Regions from separate parts of the Sus scrofa genome. Here regions 2 and 3 are each linked to region 1. A link is a contact called in public targeted proximity ligation data. All regions are on one chromosome and are shown on one strand. The core of a region is the stretch at or near the end of the contact, and the rest is flanking DNA. Distances in the headings are between cores, read along the strand shown. Region 1 overlaps MKL1 (MKL/myocardin-like protein 1). Region 2 overlaps MKL1 (MKL/myocardin-like protein 1). Region 3 overlaps MKL1 (MKL/myocardin-like protein 1).

Region 1 (4,126 bases), core at 835-3,334:
CTGCACCCCTAGCACCTAGCACAGGCCCTGGGATAGAGGAGGGGCTGAGTGAATAATTTCACATGGCACCAGCACCGTGAAGCCTTTCCAAAACCCCTTCCAAAAGTGATTCACTGTTCTCCAAGAGCCCTGCTCGTATGGCACACATTTTATGCTTCATATTTTGTTATATAATATCTATTAAATATAGATACATCCTTTCCCTATATGTTTATGAAAAGCAGGTATAATAGCTTATACATTTATACAACCTCTCAAATGACTTTCATAATCTGAGCACTTCAAAAGTAGTTATTGCATATAATATCTATACGCATTTCTTACAACTGCCTGTGAACCTGTAACTGTGTCAATAAAATTTTCAATTAAAAATACTTACTAAAAAATGGACTGATAAATAATTACTCAAGAGCTTAGTGTGACTCCCCACTATCTGATTAAGGCCAAACTCTCCAATTTAATACTCAGCGTCTTCAAACACCCAGCTCCTTTATTCAACACAATCTTCTCTTCCAACTATCCGATACCCCTATTCTAATCCAAGTGAAAACCTTTTTCTTCCCTCCATACCAGCCTCGTCTAGTTTCCAGATCTTGCCTTAGGATATTTCCTACCTGAACACCAGGAGACCTGACTCGCCCTCCCCGACTCCTCTTGTCTATCCTAACAGCACTTTTCCTCTAAGGCCCAGCTCTACTCTTACCTCCACACTGACGTTTTCCTGACTTCCTGTCTTTTTCCCCCCTTAGGATTTTATAATCCTCTATAACCACTGTGTCTCCAGCAAGAACACACATTTCTCGAGTCTCAGAATCATCCCTTCTACTTCTCAGGAATCCCCCAGAGTAGCTACCAGGGTGTTAAGTATATAATCAGTAACAAATAAATACTTGCTGATAAAAAGAGAAGTTTCACCAGCCACACATATTATCAATCTCCAATAATCCTTGTTAACAGATAAGCCAGTGCACAGGAAGACAACCTGTGGGATGAGTCCAACTATCTTTTAGAGTGAGCAGGAATGCCAATATTTGTATTAAGTACTGTGTGAGGTGTTTCCAAGTTTCTTTTTTTCGTTTGCTTTTTAGGGCCGCAACTGTGGCATATGGAGGTTCCCAGGCTAGGGGTCCAATCGGAGCTACAGCTGCCTGCCTACACCACAGCAATACCATATCCGAGCCGTGTCTGCGATCTACACCACAGCTCACAGCAACGCCGGATCCTTAACTCACTAAGCGAAGCCAGGGATCGAACCCGCAACCTCGTGGTTCCTAGTTAGATTCGTTTCCACTGCACCATGACGGGAACTCCTGTTTCCAATTTTCCAGGAAGTCACAAAGCTGCCACAAATGATCTAACTACACAATTCTTCCCTTGTTAGGGCCCAGGGCCTGCTCAGCTTATCATTCCATACTGGCAAACAACTGTATAACTTTTCCTCATCTGTGACACAAAGATAAAAAAAGCAGAGGTAGTCATATTCTAAACATTTGCTGGTTCACACCTTCTCCTAATAGGGAGATCATTGTTTGGGCACAAAAGATCATCTATTCTAACTCTTACTTGGCAAATATCTTGTTTGTATCAACAAAGTGCTTTTGTAAATAGAACAGAGTGACAATATCAATATGAATTTGAAAGAGGGGTTTGCCAAAGAAAACCCCTGTGATGATCCACTCTTAGGATAACCCAGAATTGATAAAAAGCCAAATTCTTCCCACAGTCCAGGGAGATTTGCCTCAGCCTAAACTCCTAAAACTCTTTCTCTTCGGCTTCTCTTTCTCGTCCAACTGGTCAAAGTTTTCTTACAACAACATACCACACGTATGAAAAGCAAAGTTTCTCAGCCTGAATTTTTGTTTATACCTGGTAGAAGCTACAGCTTTTTCCCAGAGGGATTTCAAAATGCCTAAGCTTCTCTCCAGAAAACTCTTCAAATACTTTCAGTAACCTAAAGGCAACAGCTTTGCTACTAAAAAATTTTCCAACATCTTTCTGTTTTGGCAGCGCCTGCTGAAATCCCCCTCCCCATAAGGGGGAATCTGAGTAATAACACTACCAGCTTCAAGTTCCCTTAGGCAAATTTCCAGCCCCAGTGCAAGGCCATGAGGTTAAACATTTCTCAATGACGCAGGCTCCCTCTGAGAGAGGAACAAGAAAGAAAAAAAAATCAAAACTTATTCTTCCCAGTGCAGTAAATCAAGAGACAAGAGCCAAGTCCTGAAAAATAAAATACGAGTGAAATTAAACTAAATACTGTTTACTCTGCTAAGGCCCCCCAGTAGGAGCACAGAACCAGGATGAGAGTTGTAGAACGGGAGATAAAGCAACTATGGAACGAGCAGTCCAGCCAAATGGATAGATGATTCTCTAGGTTCTTTAGAAAATCTCTAGAATACTAATAATGTGTATGTTTCCAGCTACTATATGGTAACTAGAGTAACTAAAGCAAAGTGCCAAGTGACTGAATTGGTGGTTGTGGTGTAAGGAAATAGAGTCACATGGAGCAAATCATAAAGAATTAAAACGTGTATTAGGTGGAAGTCTGGGAAAACCAAAGAAAAGTACGTTTAATTAACTTCTTGGAGAAAGAGTATATAAGGCTGATCACAGAGAAGGCAAACTCATCTGAGGGGCTAGGAAGGCTCTTGGACCTCTGGCTATTTGCAGACTGATAAAAGAGTCAAATAAAATCAGAACCACTCCCTCAGAACTGATTTATAGATCACAAACTCTAGAGTTGAAAAGGGCCTAATGCTTACAAGAAAACGCTAATATTGCTACATCTATACAGTGCTTTACTTCTCAAGGTGCTTTCATTCATTTAGTCCTTAAATAAAAATTGTTATGTACCTGCTGTGCGCCAGGAACTGGGAGAAGAGAAATAAGACACCAGCCCTGCATTCAAGAAGCTTACTTCTGGAGTTCCCGTCGTGGTGCAGTGGTTAACGAATCCGACTAGGAACCATGAGGTTGCGGGTTCTATCCCTGCCCTTGCTCAGTGGGTTAACGATCCGGCGTTGCCGTGAGCTGTGGTGTAGGTTGCAGACGAGGCTCAGATCTTGAGTTGCTGTGGCTCTGGCGTAGGCCGGCGGCTACAGCTCCGATTGGACTCCTAGCCTGGGAACCTCCATATGCCACTGGAGCGGCCCAAGAAAAAACAAAAACAAACAAACAAACAAACAAAAAAAAAGAAGCCTACTTCTGAGACCTGCTTGGAACAATAATGTAATAGCACTAGCCCTCTGGTGATCTACCTCAAGTAGAGAAAGAGCATCTAAGTCCATTTGGAATCAAAGACAGAATGCACCTCGGAAGAGGGAGCCCTGGAGCTGGAACCTGAAAGCAGAAGTTAGTAGGCAGGCAAACAAAGAGAGGAATGGTCAAGGCAGAAGGAAGATTATATGCAAGGCAAAGGAAATTTTAAGAGCACAGAATGTTCTGGAAACTAAAAGTAGTTCAGCACTGCTGGAGACAATGAAGTTAGAAGTGATAGGAGATGACCAAATAATTAGTTAGAGGCCAGCTAGACAATAAAATAAATAGTTTAAAATTTACCCCATAAGAAACAAACAAAAAATTAAAAAAACACGTTGATGTAGCTGCGGTGTAGGCCGGCAGCTACAGCTCCGATTCAATCCCTAGCCTAGGAACCTCCATATGCTGAGACTGTGCCCCTAAGAAGATAAAAAAAATAAAATAAAATAAAATTTACCCCATAAGAAACTGAGGCATTCTGAGAAGCATAAAATGATCAGAATTGACTAGTTAGAAAAAGTATCTTGGCAGCTGTGTGAAGGACGGATTAGGGAAGAGTCAGGTTGCAGGCAGGGGGACCAATACGAAGGCCACCTAAACCCTGCTGAGAAACTGGGACAGTCTGATTAGGGCAGTGAGGTAAAGTATTAGAATTCAAAGTAAAGGCAGAATCCACAGAACCTGGAGACCAAACAGAAGTGAGGAATACAGACCAAGAGGAATGAGAATGACTCCTAATTTTCTGGTTAGGCAACGGGTACCAAGTTAGGGAGTGCAGGGGTTGTCACAGGGAATGGTAACATCAACTTCAAATACGCAGAAGCCTGACGTGCATGTGAGCCATCTAGGTGTCGGGGGGTGGGGGGTG
Region 2 (4,126 bases), core at 867-3,366, 110 kb after region 1:
AAAGCAGGATAAGAGGAAAAGGATATGCCTTAGGATTGGGGAGTCACATGGCTTTTTTACATATGATGGTCTAATATTGTGACATCTGAGCAAAGAGCTAAAAAAAAAAAAAAATGAGGAAGTAAACCATGTGAAAATCTACAGATTAAAGTATTTCAGGCAGAAGGAACAGCAAACACAAAGACCTGGTATGACCCAGTAACAACAAGGAATCCTGGAGTTCCTTTGTGGCTCAGGTCCTGCTGTGGTGTGGGTTCAATCCCTAGCCCAGGAACTTCCACATGCCACGAGTTTGGCAAAGGAAGAAAGAAAGAGAAAAAAACCCAGCAACTGTACAGTAAGCAAGGGAGAGAGTGGAAGATCATGAAATTGACTCCAGAGAGAAAAATCCTAAGATCTTCAGTCCCATGTGGAGAGCAGTTCATAAGAAATCAAAGGCAGAAGTATGGAGTCCAATTCAAAGGAAGCTATTGAAATAATACAGGGAAGAGATAATAATAAGAATGGCATGATGGTCAGTTGAATGTGCATCAACTTGGTTAGGCTATAGTCCTCAGTTATTCAAACATTAATCTAAGTGCTGCTGCGAAGGTATTTTGTAGATGTGATTAACATTCATAATCAATTGACTTTAAGTAAAGATTATCCCAGATGATCTGGGTGGGCCTCGTTTAATCAGTTAAAAGGCCTTAAGAGCAGAACTGAGATTTTCCAGAAGAAATTTCACCTGTGGATACCAACATCCACTCCCGCCGCTGCCGCCGAGCGTTCCAAACTGTCTTTTCTGTCAGCCTAGCCTATGATGCTGCAGTTGCCTAGCCAGCGTCCCCCCCACCCCCGCCACCCCAAATCAGATAAAGAATAAATCCTTGTAATAAGTCCCTTAATCTCCTACTTGTTCTGTTTCTCTGATTGAACCCTGACTGATAAAGATTTTGGTATCTTGAAGTGGGATTGCTGCTATAACATATTCTTTTAAACATGGAAATGGCTTTGAAATTAGATAACGAGTAGAGGCTGGAAGAATTCTGAGACGCAGGAATGGATAAGCAATGAGGTCCTGCTGTGTAGCACTGGGAACTATGTCTAGTCACTTATGATGGAACATGATAATGTGAGAAAAAAGAATCTATACATGTATGTGTAACTGGGTCACCTTGCTGTACAGGAGAAAACTGACAGAACACTGTAAACCAGCTATAATGAAAAAAATAAAAATCATTATATACTTTAAAAAAATAATTCGGAGAAGCATAATTTCAAAAGCCTAGACTGCCTTCAACAAACTGTTGGTAGAAATAGAGACCCTGAAGGCGATTCTGGTGAGAACTCAGAGGGAAGTGAGAAGCACAACACAGAAAGCCTATACTGTTTTAGAGACTATAAATGTCATCAAAAACAGAAGGCTCGTAAAAAACACGAACACTAAAGGTGCTTCTGGTAAGGTCTCAGAAGAAAATGAGGAATGTTATTAGGAACTGGAGGAAAGGAGTTCCCCTTGTGGCTCAGTGGTTAACGAATCCAACTAGGAATGATGAGGTTGCAGGTTCGATCCCTGGCCTTGCTCAGTGGGTTGAGGATCCGGCATTGCCATGAGCCGTGGTGTAGACTGCAGACTCGGCTCAGATCCTGCATAGCTGTGGCTCTGATGTAGGCCAGTGGCTATAGCTCCAATTAGACCCCTAGCCTGGGAACCTCCATGTGCCGCGGGAGTGGCACTAGAAAGGGCAAAAAGACAAAAAAAAAAAAAAAAAGGAACTGGAGCAAAAGGGATCCTTTTCAGACAATGGCAAAAAAAAAAACTTAGCTGAATTTCGTCCTACAGTTGTGTGAAAAGCAGAACTTGGATATTTAGCTAAGGGGATTTTCAAGCAGCAAGTTGAAGGTGCAGGCTGGTTTCTTCTGGTTGCTTACAGCAAAATGCAAGAGGAAAGAAAAATTGATGGGCTAAATGTCAAACAAAGGAAACTAGTATGTGATGATTTGAGAAATTCTCAGCTTATCTAGACCACAAAAAATGCTAAAATTAGGAGACGCTAGTAAGAAAGCACTGCTGTGGCGAGGAAAGCCAAGAGTGTGGCTGGACAACATTTTACTCCTGCTGAAAGATCACACATGTAACTCAGGGGCCCTCAACCAACCGTCTAAGCGGAAGCTAGGAAGAGACAGGCGATTATCCAGGGAAGATCTACGGAGGAGCCTCCTGTCTAATGACAAGAACCCCTTTCCATCTGGCGGCAGCCATCATGTAAGCCGAGATGGGCGCCTACGCGTACCTCCAGGAGCTATGGAGGAAGAGGCTTTCTCCTCCAGTGCACTGCCGGCAGTCCCACCAGCCCTCAGCGTCTCACAGGGCCCCCCACCTCAACTGGCCTGATAAGGCTCGCAGGCTGGGTACAAGGCCAGGTAAGGTCATCAGATTCATGTGCCACCATGGCAAGCCTAAGGGTGCCACCATGGCAAGCCTGTCCACCCCATGGTGTCAACCAGCTGAAGTCTGCCCGAAGCCTTGAGTCTACTGCCGAGGTCCTAAATTCTTACTGAGTTGGTGAAGCTTCTATGTACAAATTCTCTGAGGTTATCCTCATTGATCCATTCCATAAAGCTATGAGAAGAAATCCTGACACCCAATGGAGCATCAAACCAGTCTACAAGCACAGGGAGATGCGAGGGCTGACTTGCTGGCAGAAAGAGCTGTGGCCTCGAGAAGGGCCTCAAGTTCCACCACACTACTTGTGGTTCTCGCCACACAGCTTGAAGAAGATGCAATAGTCTCCTACTTCACCGATACTGCTGATACAAGTACTGTTTATAAAATTCTTACCTAGTGGATAAGCAATGAGATCCTACTGTATAGCACAGGGAACTGTATCCACTCACTTGTGATGGAACATGATAGAGGATAATGTGAAAAAAAGAATATATATAGATATGTATGACTGGGTCACTTAGCTGTATGGTAGAAATTGACAGAACACTGTAAATCAGCTATAATGGAAAAAATAAAAATCATAAAATCATAAAAATTCTTACCTAATAAACAATATAGGACATTCATGTCTGCTTAAAAAAAAAAAAAAATCCCTGAGACATACATACATAGGAGACTCAAAAGGTTTCTGAGACTCTTACATAAGCAGAAACACGCCAGCCAGCTTGGCCTGAAAGGGACAGAAAGAAAACAAAGCAAAGGAAGCCTGTTGGACTACCAAAATTCTACAGGCAATTTAACTACTAATAAAACCACACAGCAACCACGTGCTACCCTTCAAGAAAAAGTGAAGATAATTCCAGGAACAGTCTTGGGTCCCGAAGCCAGAGTCCCAGAGGGTGGCATCTCTAGCTACAGAGGATTACTCCTAGGCTTTGCAACCTAAGAGATTTTCTGCTGAATTTTAAAATCGGTGGGACCAGTGACACACTTATTCCTTGCATTTTCTCCTTTTTGGAATGGGAATGTCTAAAAGCTGGGAACACATAACTTACTGTCTAGTTTCCCAGGTCCACAGACGGAAAGAAATTTTGCACCAAGAGGGATCATACCCAAAGTCTCACCTATACCTGATTTAGATGAGTTGTATGACAGATTTTGGACTTTAAAGCTGACGATATTTAAATGAGATCTTGGAGTTGAGTGGATGCTGCAGTAGGTTGAGACTCAGGAATGTTGGAATGGAATGAATATATTTGGCATGTAGGACAGATGTGAATCTTTGGGAGCAGAGTGTAGTAAACTGAAAAATGGAACCCTAAAAGATAACCACATCCTCCATATCCTAATCCCTGGTACCTATGCTACCTTATGAATCAAAAAAAAAAGGGGGGGGGAGTATATCTGCAGATATGATTAAGCTAAGGATCTTGAGATGGGGTGATTATCTTGGATTATCTGTATGAGCCTTAAATGCAATCACATCTATAAAAGAAGCAGAGAGAGAGGTGACAAACACAGAGGAGATGTGCAGAAAGAAATCTGAAGATGCTGGCCTTGAAGACTGAAGAGATACTGCCTTAAGCCAAGGAATGCCAGCAGTCACCAGAAGCTGGAAGAGGTGAAGAACAGACTCTCCCCTAGGGACTCTGGCAGGACTGCAACTCTGTTGCTGACACCTTGATTTCAGCCCAA
Region 3 (4,126 bases), core at 1,104-3,603, 86 kb after region 1:
ATGCAATATAAGCAGTTCTTCCAGTTCCTAAAGGGTATTTGGTTTCATAAGTAAGAGGCTGTTTCTTATCTGCTTTCTATTCTCTCCATGCCCACAACTGTAGCTAAGCGTTCACTGGCAAAAAGGCCCAGATATGTGAAGTTAAATAACAGATAACACTGACTGAACACTTACTCTATGCTAGGCACTGTTCTAAGTGCTTAAATGTACTAATCAATTTAATCCTCACAACAACTTTACGAGGTACTCTTATTAACTCATTTTATATCCAAATGACAACTGACCTATACCTCTGAAAATTGCTGTTACTAGTGTTAAGAGATGCCTCTTCAATAAATGTAGGCGATCTCAACCACCGTAGCTGGACTCTCTCAATGGTTGATACCTATAAATGCTTCACAGTCATCTTCTCATTATGTATCGCTTAAGTCCCCATGGTGGCTGAGCACTATACCAGGTGATAAACAGGATTCATTCTCTGCCCTTTAGGAGTTGAGAAACTAGCTGGGGAGATCAGACTAAATGCAAGAAATGGTTCAACAAATGGAATGCCCTATGATGAGGTATATACTCTGTGCAATCATTCAGGGGAAAAAAAATCAATAACCTTTAGGAAAAGGAAAGGAAAGCTTCAGAAAAGACTTGCCCTAAAGCTGGACCTTCAAAAATTTAAAACAAAAGCAAAAAACAGAGAGGAGAGGAGCTCCCGTCGTGGCTCAGTGGTTAACCAATACGACTAGGAACCATGAGGTTGCAGGTTCAATCCCTGGCCTCGCTCAGTGGGTTAAGGATCTGGCGTTGCCGTGAGCTGTGGTGCAGACACGGCCCAGATCCGGTGTTGCTGCAGCTGTGGCGTAGGCCAGTAGCAACAGCTCCAATTAGACCCCTAGCCTAGGAACCTCCATATGCCGCGGGGGCAGCCCTAGAAAAGGCAAAACGACCAAAAAAAAAAAAAAAAAAAAAAAAAAAATTTGGTAGCAGGCTCAGGCAGACTCTATCTGAAGTCCTCCATAATAGGATCCCATTCAGTCCTACTAGCCTTTGCCTTGGCCAATGATCTCCTCATATCCAGTAGCTATACCAAACTTCAAACTTCTAGGACACACAATCTTTGACAGCTCCACTGCTTTTCCAACTGCCTTAAATGCCCCTCCCTTTCCCTGGTAGGTTATTAATTTATCCTGGTATACAGGAGCACTCAATAAAATATAGCCACTGTAATAAATAATTTTTTACCATTAAGATTCAACTGAACTATTTTTCTATAACCTTTTCCAATTCTTCAGAGTTGGTCTGCTGTCCTCTCTGCCACACTCCCATGGCATTTGTCTCCTTCTCCATTAGAATGGTTAAAACACTGTACTGTCCCCAGGCTTCCTTTTTTCCCTCTTACTTGTCCAAACAGGAAACATCTTTTATACAACTCTATATCCCCCAAGACTAGCACAGTGTCTGGCACATAACAGGTGCCCATTATGCACTTGTTGGCCCGACTGATTCAAATCTATAAACAGAATAATGATAGGACTCTTCTAAAAAGTCAGCTCATTCAGTACCTTTAAACAATTCAGCTTGTCAAAAATCTAATGCATTTTTATATTTTCATGAATATGTCTACTACATAATTATACCAACAATTCATGCACAAAAAAAGTCAAAGTGGGAGCTCCCCAGTGGCCTAGCAGTTAAGGATCCAGCATTACCACTGCTTTGGCTCAGGTTTAATCTCTGACCTGAGAACTTCCACATGCTATGGGTGCAGCCAAAAAAAAAAAAAAGGGACCTCATCCATGCCAACAAAGACAGGAGACATTAAATGAACTGATCATTAGATACTGTGGCTGGTGAGCTTTCTCACTGAAAGTATGCCACAACTTTGTATGCAGTATGTATGTTTAAATGTCTTTATACTGGCTTTAGTCATAAATCATAGAAGTTACAAATATAGAAGTCCAATCATAAATCCAAGGTGTATTTATAGAAACTTTCCATATGGTGGGAGTTTAAGAAGTAAAACAGCAGCCTTTTTCTCTGCCAAAAACAGAGAGTAGCAGAGCGCAAAAGGACCAAACCCTCTCTTGACTCTGCTCTTGGCTCAGCTTAAAGCACTGGAAGAAATGTGCAGGGCAAGCAGGAGCCTCGCTGAAAAGCAGTCACCCAGGGCAACAGGCACTTTGAATGTCTGTGCTATTCAAGGCTTAAGTATTAATTGTATACATGTCCATGTTCATTTAAAGCACAATTTGTGGCTTGGAACTTAAAAAATGTTCTAATGTGCTAGTCTGTCCACATATTAATCAAGTCAGCCAGGTTTGAACATGCCAAGCTTAAAATACTCTCTAGATCGGTATGCAAAGGTATGAGCTCAATCCTTTATTCTCAGGAAAAGGAACTTAGTCAAGGGAGAGTGACTAAAGCAATGAAAGCCGTAACAGAAAAAGTCAACTCCTAAATAGTGCTGAGTTACTATTTAAAAACATCTGAATAGAAACAGGATATAAGATAATGACAAATTTCTTACAATTATTAATCTCACTTAAAATGAGATCCTGGTTTTGTAGTTGTAAGTTGCCAGAGAATGTATTTTGAAACAGATTTCTACATGAGACCATCTCATAAAAAGGCTGTTTTAGTCATCCACTGACTAAATCTCTTGAGAATTCAAGCCTAACGTATTTTATATTGAAATAAATTATATTTTTATATGAATAGTACTATAAGCAAAGTTTATTTTAGTCTTTTTTTTTTTTTTTTTTTGGTCTTTTTGCCTTTTCTAGGGCCACACCCACAGCATATGGAGGTTCCCAGGCTAGGGGTCTAATCGGAGCTGGAGCCGCCGGCCTACACCACAGCCACAGCAACACGGGATCTGAGCTGCGTCTGTGACCTACACCACAGCTCACGGATCCTTAACCACTGAGCAGGGCCAGGGATCGAACCCGCAACCTCATGGTTCCTAGTCAGATTAACCACTGAGCCATGACGGGAATTCCAATTTTAGTCTTTTATCAGCTTCAGAAAAATGCCAATAAAACCTGGAATGATTAAATTTGTGTAAGTAAACCTCAGAAGCTCACCCATCCATTTCAGTTGGGAAACCAGTGCAGAAAGGGTTCAATGACTTGATAACAGGAAGACTACGACCAGAATCTGATTACTAGACCAATGTATTTATTCTACTACATACTACTAAACACACTTTTATTAAGATAGAAAATGTTTTAGAAATTACAACAGAAAATTTTAAATACTTATACCCTTCCCCCAACTGAAAAGAATTTAAAAAGTAGATGTGTGTGTCCTGAAGATTTGGAAATGCTATCCTTTAAAACCTTAGGCAGGACTTCCCTGGTGGTTCAGTGGGCTAAGGATCGGTGTTGTCACTGCTGTGGCTCTGGTTACAGCTGTGACACATGCTGTGGGTGTACCCCTCAAAAAACAAACAAACTTGGGCAGTAGTAGATTAAAGCAGTTATTGTCAATGCTTTTGGCTCAAAACCTGCTTATATGGAATCTTTGCTGGAAATTGTTTTAAAAAGTTTGTCTTGGAGTTCCCATCATGGCTCAGCGGTTAACGAACCTGATTAGTATCCATGAGGATGCAGGTTCAATCCCTGAATTCACTCAGTGGGTTGAGGATGTGGCATTGCCATGAGCTGTGGTGTGGGCCACAAACATGGCTCAGATCCCCAGTTGCTGTGGCTGTGGTGTAAGCCAGTAGCTACAGCTCCAATTCAACCCCTAGTCTGGGAACTTCCATATGTTGCGGGTGCAGCCCTAAAAAGACAACAACAACAAAAAAGCCTGTCTTATGTTCCATAGGGAATGGGAATAATTTTTATAATCTAAAATGACATTATCCTTTTCTTCTAAAATATAAACTTCCCATGGGGGGGCAATTTCACAGAATTCAGGGTCTTTCAAACAAATATTTCTTCTGAAAAAAATACATAAGTGCCTTTTTTTTTTTTTTTTTTTGTCTTTTTGCTATTTCTTTGGGCCGCTCCCGCGGCACATGGAGGTTCCCAGGTTAGGGGTCGAATCAGAGCTGTAGCCCCCGGCCTACGCCAGAGCCACAGCAACGCAGGATCTGCAACCTACACCATAGCTCATGGCAACGCCGGAT

What was found.
Region 2: a targeted proximity ligation map of alveolar macrophages shows a contact between it and region 1. A contact is called at or near these places in 3 of 47 Hi-C or Micro-C datasets (embryonic fibroblasts and heart right ventricle) and 2 of 2 datasets of targeted methods (alveolar macrophages and skeletal muscle).
Region 3: a contact with region 1 is called in a targeted proximity ligation map of skeletal muscle. A contact is called at or near these places in 1 of 47 Hi-C or Micro-C datasets (embryonic fibroblasts) and 2 of 2 datasets of targeted methods (alveolar macrophages and skeletal muscle).

The regions. Positions count from the first base shown.
Region 1 is chr5:7,895,414-7,899,539 of Sscrofa11.1, reverse strand. The region is part of intron 4 of MKL1 (MKL/myocardin-like protein 1); the gene reads right to left. Among named protein-coding and RNA genes, the nearest start is that of SGSM3, 120 kb to the left of the region's middle.
Region 2 is chr5:7,786,596-7,790,721 of Sscrofa11.1, reverse strand. All of the region lies in intron 2 of MKL1 (MKL/myocardin-like protein 1), which reads right to left. Among named protein-coding and RNA genes, the nearest start is that of MKL1, 37 kb to the right of the region's middle.
Region 3 is chr5:7,809,363-7,813,488 of Sscrofa11.1, reverse strand. The region is part of intron 2 of MKL1 (MKL/myocardin-like protein 1); the gene reads right to left. Among named protein-coding and RNA genes, the nearest start is that of MKL1, 60 kb to the right of the region's middle.